Linked DNA regions of Mus musculus: region 2 is linked to region 1. Evidence: chromatin contacts called from public promoter capture Hi-C data. All regions are on one chromosome and are shown on one strand. Each heading gives the region's core, a stretch centred on a gene start, on an enhancer-like site or on the middle of the called end of the contact. The rest is flanking DNA. Distances are from core to core; before and after follow the strand shown.

What was found. Promoter capture Hi-C pulls out the DNA fragments that hold promoters and counts their contacts.
Region 2: a contact with region 1 is called in a promoter capture Hi-C map of pre-B cells, with 8 times the contacts expected there. The contact joins the promoter of Opn5 here to the promoter of Crisp1 in region 1.

What each region holds. Positions count from the first base shown.
Region 1 is chr17:40,316,638-40,323,060 of GRCm38.p6, reverse strand. It overlaps Crisp1 (cysteine-rich secretory protein 1), which reads left to right and starts at 3,854. Exons shown (of 8, transcript NM_009638.3): 1 at 3,854-3,906.
Region 2 is chr17:42,609,321-42,616,087 of GRCm38.p6, reverse strand. Opn5 (opsin 5) reads left to right here and starts at 4,775. Exons shown (of 7, transcript NM_181753.4): 1 at 4,775-4,908. The coding sequence starts at 4,779.

The DNA.
Region 1 (6,423 bases), core at 2,605-5,104:
GTTGCTGTTCAATAATAAAATGTTTACCTCTCTTCAGTCTTAGTCATTTTGCTGCTGTAGCTTACCTGCCTGAGTTTCTCTGAGGACAGATACTGCAGTCTTTGGGTTTTAGCCCCTCATCCTAAAGCAGCAGGAGATTAATTAAAGTAGCTTTTGTTCTATCTTCACAGGAATTTCAGCGCCCTAACTTTTACCCAGCTAGTTGAAGTCAAAGCTTACAATGCTATGGTTAAGCTTATGTTATTCATTTGTGAAGAATTACGGCTTTACTTCTGTGCTACTGTTATGATATTCCTAATTAGCAAGAGTCCATTATTTCTAGCATTAGTTTCAGTATTAAAGTATTTTTAAAAAATTTAATCTTTAATTATTATGTCTTTTACAATCCAGGTTTTATTCCCCTCCTAGCCCACCCTCCAACTGTTCCAAATATCATACCTCTTCCCTGTCTCCATCTCCATAAGGATGTAGTTATCCCTACCCACCACCCTACCAGACCTGTAAACTCCCTGAGACCACCAGTCTCTTGAGGGTTAGGTGCTTCTTCTCTGACAGAACCCAGACCTATCAGTCCTCTGCTGTATATGTGTTGGGGGCCTCAAATCAGCTGGTGTGTGCTGCCTGGTTGTTGGTCAAGTGTCTGAGAGATTTTGGGGGTCCAGGTTAACTGAAACTACTGGTTGTACAGGGTTGCCCTCCTCCTCAGCTTCTTCCAGCTTTTCCCTAATTCAACCACAGGGGTCAACAACTTCTGTTCATTGGTTGGGTGCAAATATCTGCATCTGACTCTTTCATCTGTTTGTTGGGTCTTTCAGAGGGCAATCATGATATGTCGCTTTTTGTGAGTGTTCCATAGCCTCAGTAATAGTGTAAACCCTTGTAACCTCCACTTGAGCTCTCTTCTCCTAAACTTGCTCTCTTTCTCCTCCCCTTGAGCTAGATTCCACATTGAGCCTGTCTCTAGACCTTCTTTTCTTTAGGCTCCTCTCCATTTCCACCCCTGCATCATTCATAATATTAGATGAGTAGAGTACTATGTGATGACAGAAATCAAGAAACCGTTTAAATAATAGATTAATTTACCACTGATCTTATACTTTAGAAAAGTCACTGCAGACATTGATTTTAGCTATCTACGGAGCTTTAATAGAAAATATTAAATACAGAATACATTCCTAACCAATGAAATTAGGTTGACAACAAGGAATATTTTTAAATGAAGTCTCTCTCTCTCTCGCTCTCTCTCTCTCTCTCTCTCTCTGTCTCTCTCTCTCTCTCTTTCTCTCTCCCCCCTCTCTCTCTCACACACACACACACAGACACACACACACAAACACACACATACACACAAGCAAATATACTATCTTATTTTTTTACATTCTCCCCTTTTCTACTCTGCCTTCTTCTCCTTTATTCTCCTTCCCAAGAAGATAAGATAACTACACGTGGCTTGAGGTTGTTATTTATTGCTCAGTAAAGAGGGTTTATGAGTTTCTGTATCTCTATAATGTATTTTTGCCTTAGTCTACTGGTGTTGACATAAACTGGAGAAGAGTTAAGTTACAGAGGAAAAAAAACGTTTATTTTGGACCATTGTTGGAGAAGCAGAGAAGTCAATATCCTGGTGTCGACTGGCATCTTACTGTGGAAAGCCTATAAATGTTGAAAAGAGTTTCCATAGGAAATGAGACAATAAAATGACATTGTCACCACACTGACAATTAATGATCCAGTGCTGAAACAAACAGAAGTTGATCTCAAAAGAAAATCATTGTTCTTTTTCAAAGGTCCACCGTAACTCTCACATAGTTATGAATACTAATGACAATGGATGACTCATGTATATGGAAGATGTCTGAACTATTCAAACTTTTTTTTTATATAAAATGTTCTTTATACACTGAAAATGCCATAGTATAATAGATTCTGTTTTTGTATCCCAAAGAAATGATATCAAAGAAAGAAGGACTCTGTTCTCAGAAGTTGTATGTGTTGGCTAACAATGTTTACTTATAACTGGCCCTGATCAAGAGATTTCCTTGGCTCAACAAATGCCAACAGTCTCACCATCCTGGGGAAGATTTATCTACATACTGACATTTAATGTGACTTACTGTAGGTAAAAATATGTTTTTACCTCATCCTAGATAATAAAAAATCAATATAACATGATGTAGTCATTCAGGCATGTTTTTCTAAGTGAATATTTTAGTTATGCTTATATGATTTTATCAAATAGCCAGATACATGGAGCTTACCTATCCAGAAAATAACAATTGTTTTCTTTAGTCACCTTAACATTGTTCCTGACAGTCATATAACTAACATAAAAGAGGACTTAAAGCTAAAATAGTTAAAATCAAAATTAACAACAAGTTACATAATGGATAAAATTATGTATTTTTATGTGAAATAGTTAAACACAATCATCTATGTACTGAAAAATATAAAAGAAGAAATATAATTTGCACTGTGGTTATCTGTGAAGAATACCAAACATTATAGAAAATAAGAAAGGGATTTAGTAATATAGACATTTAAACCTATTTTGTATCTTTAAATAAAATTAAAATATGCATTGAGTAGATTCTGTTCTATGGTACATCTTGTTCACATAGACAGGTGAACATAAAGATGTGTCATAATATACATATACATTATACTTGAGATTCTTGAAATGCCTTTCAGGAATATGTATGTACTACTTGAGAATGGTAAATTATTCTCTAGTATTTATCAAAACACATTTGTTAATGTAATTGCCTATGGTATTTGGGGTCAGTATTCTATACTGCTTCACTTTTGTAACATGGAAAAAAGCTTAGAAAACATGAAACCTTGTGTAGATCTACACACTCAATGAAAGCAATTTGATATGTTGCACAATATCATGTTTAACACCGTTCAACCAGAAAATAAAGGCCAGTGCTGGTTGCTTTAAAGATAACTAGAGTTCTTTATCAATATACTCTTTTTTTATGTGTTTTTTTTTCTTTTTTAATATTTTTATTAGGTATTTTCCTCATTTACATTTCCAATGCTATCCCAAAAGTTCCCATACCCTCCCCCCAACTTCCCTACCCACCCACTCCCACTTTTTGGCCCAGGCATTCTCCTGTACTGGAGCACATAAAGTTTGCATGACCAATGGGTCTCTCTTGAAGGTATTATCACATTGAATTTTCAAAGGTACAAGACACAGTTGTTTTCTAAAGCATTCAACAATTTCCTAATATCAACAATTAGGTTTGGACACCTCACGTTCTGTGAGGAAATGTTGAATTCTCAAGAGAACTTGAAAGGTATAAGTCTACACTCATTCTTAAAGGGACTTTTTTTTTAAAAATTGTGCATGTATGGGTATCTAATTGCTTTTGAGTAAAGGTATACTCATATAAATATGTGTTCATGGAGACTAGAAATTGTCCAATCCCCTGCAGTTACAAGCAATAGTAACACACCATACATAGCTAGAAGAAACAAAACTCATTATTCTATGTAAGAGCAGGAAGTACTCTAAATCCAAGTCACCTTTGTAGCCCCTTTAAAAGAAAAAAAAATCCTCACAGCTCTGATAAGATAAAAATTATATGATTAAAAGTTTTTGAAGCATTTAATGGCAAATATATACACACATTTTATTCACTAGATGAGCATGAAAGAGCCAGTAAAATTTGTTTCTAATATACAGTCATCACATGATGTCAAAATGTCAGTTCGATGACCAGCAATAAAATCTGGCATGACAAATCCTGTGTCATACCTGGTTAACCAAGACCAGCTTGCACAAGCAGATTGTGCCAAAACAGGAACTATGCAGAGTATAAATAGACAGCTGAGACTCTTGTCTGATGTCACCTTTCTTCTTCCTGCAGAACAACGCCTCATTCTACTCTGAAGCCAGCAGTAAGTAGTTCTCCTTTATTATGAGATCAAGTTCCTAATTGAATACATTTACAACTAAACAACAGTGAACTTTTACATTTAATTAATTATGTGTGGTTGTTATCAGAATCATACTGATAATTTTATTGAGAACAATTGTTTATATTTTATTATATAAAGTGACATACATGATTATATAGCTTATTTGTTATCTTGGAAATAATATTGTAAAGAAATAATGGGAATGAAACTTTTTAACTCTAAAATCAGAAATAATGTCTATGAATTTTTTTCAAGTGTTCTGTGAGTGGTATCTCTAATAAGACTACAACTTAGGAGTGTAGGGATTTTATTTAAAATCTATTTCTGTACAGTGATACAAATGTTTTTAGAATATGTATGTGAAGGTATCCTTGCCACTGATTTTAAGTTTATCAAAAGAATATTATAGCAGTGAACTTGAAAAAAAATATGCTATTGATGATCATCAGCAGAAAATATAAATTGTCCATAAAATACATTCAAGACAAGCAAAAACCAAAACATACAGTGTTTCTGGTCATAGGTGAATATATTCTGGTAGCTTATAGTTTAATTACATGTATAAATTATGTATATATCTTATATGACAGAGCACATAAGAACTTTGTGTTTGGGGCAGACAAAAATGTTTCTGGAAAATATTAGGGTTTCATGGAACTATTTAATGTCTATCAGATAGAAATTCTATGCTACTGCAGAAGATAATAATTCCAAAGAGCATTTATGGATGTTTTCTTCCATGTGTCTAAATTATGTGCTCTGCTCTTTTATATTTGAACCTACAGTGCCTGTCAATGTATCTAGACTTCTGAATTTGGATAAAAAGCAGTCAAAGTGACAATAAGTATAAATCCTGAAAGCTATTAGGTAAAGGGATGCAAATTTATGAGACAAAGGGTGGATTGCAGAGATGAGTGTCAGAAATTTCTAGAATTATACATCAGGCACAGTTCAGAATTTCAGTGCTACTGCTTAGCAAATTCAAGGAAGCAAGGATATTTTTTTTCTTGGAAAAATTATTTTGTAGGAATTGACAGATTGTTTTTGCAACATTTTGTCCATAGTGATTTCTAGCAGTTTGGATGAACTTATGCACTCTGTCGACTGAATCATACCTCAGAAAAACATGACAAAGCAATCAAGAGTGACAATAACAATATTATATTGGAATTTAGAAAATATTACAGTAGATAATTGGAAGAAAATGATCCATTAGAATCATGTTATTTTTCCTGTAATGTGATCATCCTATGTAATTCTGCAGGGGTTTTATTGACATACTTTCATGTCTACATAACCTTCAAAGCATTGCAATTTCTGGCTTTCAGAACTGAAGGCTTTAAGATGGTGCTTCTATTTCACTTCTGTTACCTGAGTTCTTATGGGACACCTCATTACTAAATCTCTAATACTGAGATTGCTCATGTGTAGAGTGGAATATTTAGTCACAGTGTCTCCCAACTATGTTTTTATGAGTTTGAAATGAATCCCATAAAGCGTCACATGACAAGTGACACCAAGCCCATAGTCATAGTATCTATGTTATTGTGAGTGCCTAAGTTATGGCAAGGGGTGCTTTGACACATTTCATAAAAATTACATATTTATGCATTGTATTCCTTCCACATATTAAATGTAGAGTAAGAAAAACTTTTCTTACTGGTTAGGAGAAACCATTTGCCTAACAAATTTAAAAAGTAAAATGTGAGTGCTGTCAAGATGGCTCAGTAGAGAATGCACCAGGTATACAAGCTTGGGGGTCAGAGTTCAAATCACCAAGCCCATCTTAAAATCCAGATGGGTGTGGCTACATGCTATTCATATCTGGCAGAAGGCTGAGGCAGAATATACTTGGAACAAGTTATGGAGTCAAACCTACTGAAATGGTGAGATCTGAGGGCTCTGCTAGATCTTGTCTCAACTTACAGGGTGAAAAGCAATTGCCTCAGATCTCTATATAAAAGTATACATATATATTGTATAGTAGCATACATTCAAATGTTTGTGCATGTGTTTGTGTGTGTGTGTAAGGGTGTTTTGTATTATACCATTAATAAGAAGATGTGTTCCAAATTCTTTGTTTCGAAATGAAGAGTAAAACTTTTAGTGAATAATTAACAAACAAATAAACATCATATCCTCAGTAGAGAACATTCTGGCTAGTTTTATCTCAACTTGATACAGCCAGTATTATTTGAGTGGCGGATACTCCAGTTGAGAGAACACTTCTTTTTTTTTTTTTTTTTTTCTTTCCATTTTTTATTAGGTATTTAGCTCATTTACATTTCCAATGCTATACCAAAAGTCCCCCATACCCACCCACCCCCACTCCCCTACCCGCCCACTCCCTCTTTTTGGCCCTGGCGTTCCCCTGTTCTGGGGCATATAAAGTTTGTGTGTCCAATGGGCCTCTCTTTCCAGTGATGGCCGACTAGGCCATCTTTTGATACATATGCAGCTAGAGTCAAGAGCTCCGGGGTACTGGTTAGTTCATAA
Region 2 (6,767 bases), core at 3,526-6,025, 2.3 Mb before region 1:
ATTGGTACTTAGTCTTCTCTGCCCCTAAGTAGCAGTAATAGTGTTACCATACCATCACAACAAATTTCCTCAGCTCAGTTTTTTATAGGGAAGGTATAGATACCACCGGGCTGGTGCAGTGGGAGAAAACATAGCTTGAAGCTGGAGTGGAGAGGAGACAGATTAGAGTAAAGGGGTCAGGGCTGACCTGCACATCTCTCTCTGGTCTTTAATAAGCTGATTCCTGTGCAATTATGACCCACTGATTGATTCTCTTGGGTTGGGGGAAGGGAAAGGCATTTGTTTCTTGACCTGCTAGGCTGGGCTCGAATCTTTGGAGTTTATGTAATGATGAACTTCATTTTTTTTTTAAAGTGCTCCTTTAAGATAATAAAAAAGGTAGGCCTCATTTGGTAAAGACTTGTGCAAACCAGCAATGTGACTCCTGAATTCTACCCCACACTTGACGTTTTCAGGTTTTGCTGTTTGTCTTTCTTTGTCATACTCTCTCTCATTCCCAGGCTTCTTTATTTAGATGTCCATCTTCTTTCATAGCATTACTTACAGTTCCCTTACCCATGCATGCAGTGACGGATGTAAGCTCTGCCTTGGCTATTTTCCCATTGGGAGATTTCTGTCATTAGTTACACAGAGTCCTTACACGAATTTTCTAAGGTACTGATGTATTGAATCTCATGTTCTCAGGTCTCTCTCTCTCGCTCACACACACACACACACACACACACACACACACACACACACATTCTCTATCTGTTTCTCTCTTTCACACTCACTCATTCTTTCTGTCATACACATTCTTTCTCTCTCCATCATTTCTCTCTCACACATTCATTCTTTCTCTCTCTGTCACACACATACATTCTCTTTCTCTCTCTCACATACACACACAGCCAAAAGTTCATGGGGGTGAGAGCAGACAAGGCCAAAGGCATCTGGGCAGGAAGTTTGCTGCCCACACTACCTAGATTTTTGTTATTTCCTATTTTAAACTACAAGAAATTTAGGGAGCCAGAAGAAAAAAATCTTGTGTAATATTTTTATATTTTTGAAGATAATTTGTGTATTAGTAAAACCGGCAAATTAGACTCTTCCCCTATGTACTAACTTGTGCGTGTATGTTTTCTCTTGGGAGTGTGACCTTATAAAATACACTTGCCCATATCTGCCACCAAACCATTTTATAAGACCCCTGTGTTTAGACATGAGAGAACTTGTCTAGTTATGCCTCAAGTTATCCCTTGATTTCAAATAAAGATCCATAGAGGCTAGAAGATATATTTATATTGCCATATTATTTGTAGGAATCTAAGAGTTATTTAAAACTTCTAGGCATCATTAGGGATAGGAGATGATTTTGGCTTTTTTAAAATAGTGAAGTGTTATGAAAAAGCCGTAGGTTGTTTTATTTATTGTCAAAGAATCAGTAACTAAATGGTGGGAGCAATGGGGTATATTTCATTGCTTAAAGGCATATGCTAATATGAAAAATCAAAGGAATTGCAAGTTTTAGAAAATAAGTATTCCTGTGTGTAAAAATTAGACAGGGCTTCTTGCCTCAATGTCTACAATTTGCAAATTTACTGTGTTGAGGATGAGATGTCTCAAAACTTAAGTAACTACTACTACTACTACTACTACTACTACTACTACTACTACTATTTATAAAAGAAAGCATTTAATTGGGTTTACAGTTTCAGAGGGTTACAGTCCAGGAGGGTGAGTCAAGGGCATGGCATCAGAAGCAGATGAGATTTCACATTACTGATCTGTCCAAAGTCTGGGGGAGGAAATGGTCTTTTCCCTCAATTGTATTTGCCCAAGCTGAAGAACTACTGCATGTAAATTACAAAGACCAAGCAGCACATACGAATGTGTAGGGGGTCTAGGTCCAGCCCCTCCATGCTCTTTCGTTGCTGGTTCAGTCTCTGTGAGCCCCCATGGGTCCAGGTTAGTCGACTCTGTAGGTCTTCTTGTGGTGTCAGTGACCTCTCTGGTTCACTCAATTCTATCCCCAATTCTTCCACAAGATGCCCCCAGCACCACATAAATTACCGTGCAAGTGTGAGGAGACAGGAACACCAGTGGGAGCTGGCTGTCAAGACTTGTGATCTATGAAAGCTTGGGTATTGATCAGAAGTCATTACCTGGAGAAAAACACTGAGGACGATCACCAACATCAACCTCTGGCCTCCATATGTACACCCCACACATGTGTCCCCATGCTGCAAACATGCCAGTCACACATACGGTAAAACCGAAAAAAAGGAAAAGAAATTCACTATCTCGTTGCTAATGAACACGGGGGACCTGTAAGATGTGACTTTTCAGAAATTGCCGTAGATCAGAATTTTTAAGATCTGATGCGGGAGTGCCAAACCTGCCTCAGCTTCATCTCATGTTTCTGCATCTAAGAGGCCAGACAGCCAGAGTGCTTGGGGACCTTGTGATGACAGACTTGACCAGAATAAGGGGGAATCAGGAGCTTGACCGTTAAAAGAAATCCTCTGGATGGGCAGGGCTTGAGATGGAGTGGGCTTGGCAGCCAGGTTCCTATACAGCTAGCTTTCTGTAACTAATTGGGAAGAATGGGAATGGATATTCATTGCAGAGTGTCCTCAAACTGTAAGTAACTTCTGCCAAATGCCATTTCTCACTGAAAAGCCTTGCGCGGGCTGTAAACTGTCTGCCAGAAAGGGGTTAAATCTGTCCTTTTATAGAAACTGAAAGCACCTCTGTGACACCTACTGATTGCCTGTCTCCTTGTGTGAGGCTAACACAACTCTGGAGAGTTGATTCCTTTTACTTCCAATGTCTCAGAGGGCTGAACAGTGCCATCTACTGGTTCAGTTTGAAATGAGCTGGTTCAAAGTATTTCTCCTTTAATACCAAGAAGTAGCTACTGCCTCACTGGATGTCATGTTCTCAGCAATGTGTGTCACTTCCCAGAAGCACAGGCTCCTCCCTTACTAGGGAGAGGCAGCACGGGACTTGGGTTTCTGCAGAGTGTCACTTAAAGGTTTTGTTGTTGTTGTGGTTCGTTTTGTAAACCTTTCAAAATCAAAACTCAAAAGAAATAGCACAGAATTCTGCGTGCTTTAAGAGTTTCTCATTGCTTAGGATTTTATCCTGGCGTTGAAGGAATGTGGCTGAAATAAGCTGTTCTCTGCTTTAAGAAACTCTAAACCTTCCCATGGCTAGCCTTGTATACTTTAATCAAGGCCCAATTATTTTCTAAATAGCCCATTTTTTTCCCTAAGATTTATTTTACTTTTAAGTGTATGAGTATGTGTATTGAGTGTGTGTGAGCATGTGTGTATGTAAGTATGTATGTATGTATGTATGTGTCTTTCTGTGTATGTATGAGTGTGTCTCTGTGTGTATCTGTGTATATCTATGTGTGAGTATGTCTCTGTGAGTGTGTGAGTATATGTATTCGTACATGGGTGTACCTATGTATGTGTGTATATCCTGTGTGTACATGTGTGACTGTGTCTCTGTATGCATGTGTGTCTGCATATTTATCTGTGCATGCATGTGTGTGAGTGTCTCTCTGTGGTGTGTGTGTATGTGTGTGTGTGTGTGGTAAGTGCCAATGCCTAAAGTCAGAGGTGCCAGACCCTCCTGGAGCTGTAGATACAGGTGGCTGTGAGCCACCCAGTCTGGGTTCTGGGGCAAACTCAGCTCCTCTGTAAGCATGTTGTGTTCTCTTAGTCACTGATACAGCTCTCCAGTCCTTAATTATTTTTTAAAAAAGATTTGTTTATTTATTTTATGCACGCGAGTACGCTGTTGTTCTCTTCAAACACACCAGACAAAGGCATTGGATCCCACGACGGATTGATTGGTTATGTAGTTGTTGGGAATTGAACTCAGGACCTATGGAAGAGCAGCCAGTGTTCTTATCCACTGAGCCATCTTCCCAGCCCCCAGCCCTTAGTTATATACATACATACACACAGACACAGACACAAACACACACACACACACAAACATTTATTCTTTGAGAATTTTTTCATTTTTTTTAAACACACTAAGTCTAATTTGTGTTGCCCATTGTGTTGAGTTTAAGTTGCAGGACCACTTACTGGACCATAATTAACCTACCAGAGGCCACATCCCCAAAGAAAACTGACTCTCCTTCCTATCGAAGCAGATAACTGCTCCTTAGCTATGGATGGAAGCTGGTGTGCCCCTCCCCTTCCCCACTCATCAACAGCCTTAAATCTTAGGTTAACCCTGTCAATCTCTGACCTCTTAGCTTCATTTCATGAAGTGTCCATGTCCGTGTGCCCTGAACACTCTTTCTTTCCTTAGCTCACCATGCCTGTTAAGAATGGAGAAAGCTTGGGCTATCTTGGGATGCTGTGTTCTGGCAAGTCAGTGTGCAGTGTCCACATTTCTCACTGTGGGTTTTCTTACGTCAGAGCTCTACAAAGTTTGCTAGGGAGCAATAGGACAAACTAGTTTTCAACCTTTTATTCACTGGGGGAGGTGTGAAAAGCCGCAGAGGCAGCCTGAGGAGAAGATGCAGGCTTGTCTAGACTGCAAATTGAACAACTGCGTGTTGGTGTATTTACGTCATTTAAGAAAAAAACAAAACAAAACAAAACAACGGTGAACATCTCTCCACTAGGTACCAATCACCTGTGGGACCCTGGAGTTTGCCTTTTGTTTTATGGAAAGAGATGCATTTGTGAGCGGATTCACGGACTTGTTATTCCGTCTGTTGAGATCTCTGCTGATTTGCTTCACAGACTCCTGGGGGGTGTGAGACCAGCATGGCCTTGAACCACACTGCCCTACCTCAGGATGAGCGCCTGCCCCACTATCTTCGAGACGAGGACCCTTTTGCTTCCAAACTTTCCTGGGAAGCGGATTTAGTGGCTGGCTTTTACCTAACAATAATCGGTAAGCTTCCTTAATGCTTCTGTGTCAGAGGCTGCATTGAGAGAATTCATAGGCTGTATTGATTTTGCACAAATGATTCTGATAAGTACGTGGGTATTAGCAGAGGTGGAGAAGGTGAATTGGCATTGTGACAGTCAATCAATGTTTCATAAAAAAATGACTGTTGCTCTCATTAGGGATAAATATTCTATTAATAATCCAAAGAACATTCATAGTGAATTCTTTATCTCAAAGCTACTTCATTTGGTCACTTGATTACTAGGTTTGATTTCTGGCTATCAAAAGAGTGATAATTGATAATTTTTCTGTTTTAAAAAGAATGGCTCTTAGACACCATCTACTTTAGCTTCATTTTCTCATAAATGAGGGAACTCTGGCCCAATATAACAGTGACAGTGAACACTGCTTTATAAGTTGCACCTCAGTCCTATGAAGATAAAAATTATTCTGGTGATCAATGAAATTCCACACTTTGGTGAAAAGAGTTTTTGTGTATAACTCACACAGGGTTGAATCTGCCTTATGTTAGACTGTATTGTTCAAACTGGCAGCCACCCATGGCTCCTGAGTGGACAAACTGTTACCTTTCAAATGAGCAGATTGTAGTGAAAATGCACGCCTCCTATTGAAGGCTTAGTACTTGGAAAATAATGTACAAACATCTTACTGATATTTTGAAATATGAAATGTCCATTGAACTCATAATTTCTGGATTATGAGTTTATGGATTAGATTTATACATAATTTATGGATTAGTAGATTAAGTATTAAATTATTAAAACTAATTTTCTTTTGTGCTTTTATGCTGCTTAATGTGGCTACCAGAAAAAAAACCCAGCAACATATGTATAGCTCACATTTCTGGTTTATATTTCTACTGAATTGCACAATGCAATTTTGCACCAATGACATTTTGTCTGGGCGTGGTGGCATGTTTTTTAACCCTAGCATTTGAGAGTCAGAGGCAGGCAGATCTCTATGAACTCCAGGCCAAACTGGTCTACATAAAATTCCGGGCCAGCCAGGGCTAAATTGTAGCACTGTCTTTAAATATTTACCACATTTCTTTAATTTAAAGTTGCTATATTAAATTTGGGTGAGCTGCGTGCAGGTGGGTTCTATCTTTAGGTTTATGTGTCTTTAATATTTCAGATGTTGGTTCCAGCCTGCTTTCTCAACCTTTCTTTCTCTCCCTCCTTTCTTTGTTTCTTCCACTCTCCCTCCCTCCCTTTTTCTCTTCCCCTCCCTCTCTCATCTGTTTATGACTGGTGAAGAATTTCATGTAATTCCTGAAATTGGAAAAAAAAACACACTAGAATGTTCCATAGATCCCTCTATGGTCAGTGCTTGAGGCAGAAAGAACTTATGAGATTAAATCATATGCTCTGTTGCAAAATAATTTCAAGGATCCTCGTATTTACTGTGAGCATTTGACTACTTTTCATTTTAATTGAAATTTGGCCTTTTGAACACAAATATATGAAGTATCCACTCTTTGCTACGCTTAAAGCGAGAGTGCCTCAGAATAAACTCCACACCATGTCTTCCTAAACTCAGTGATCAGGAAAGGCAGACAAAGAATCATTTCACAAATTAGAATTATTTGTTCCAGTCAGTTGCAAGGGATGCTTTGAAAATAGTGTCTTTAACCAGATCAATGGCTCTAGGCGATCTAACCGTGGGAGAACGATTAGCCCATTCCCTTCCTACTTTGAAGGATTTTTAGCAAGAGAGTGCAGCAGTGTTGGTGGGAAATGAGAAAAGTTCTCATTTCATGCATGTTGAGTGCAAGGGAGTCAAGATCAGACTTAAGTGCTGGAGTGGAGCTTAAAACTTAGGTGTTGGAAAGGAAGTCCCCA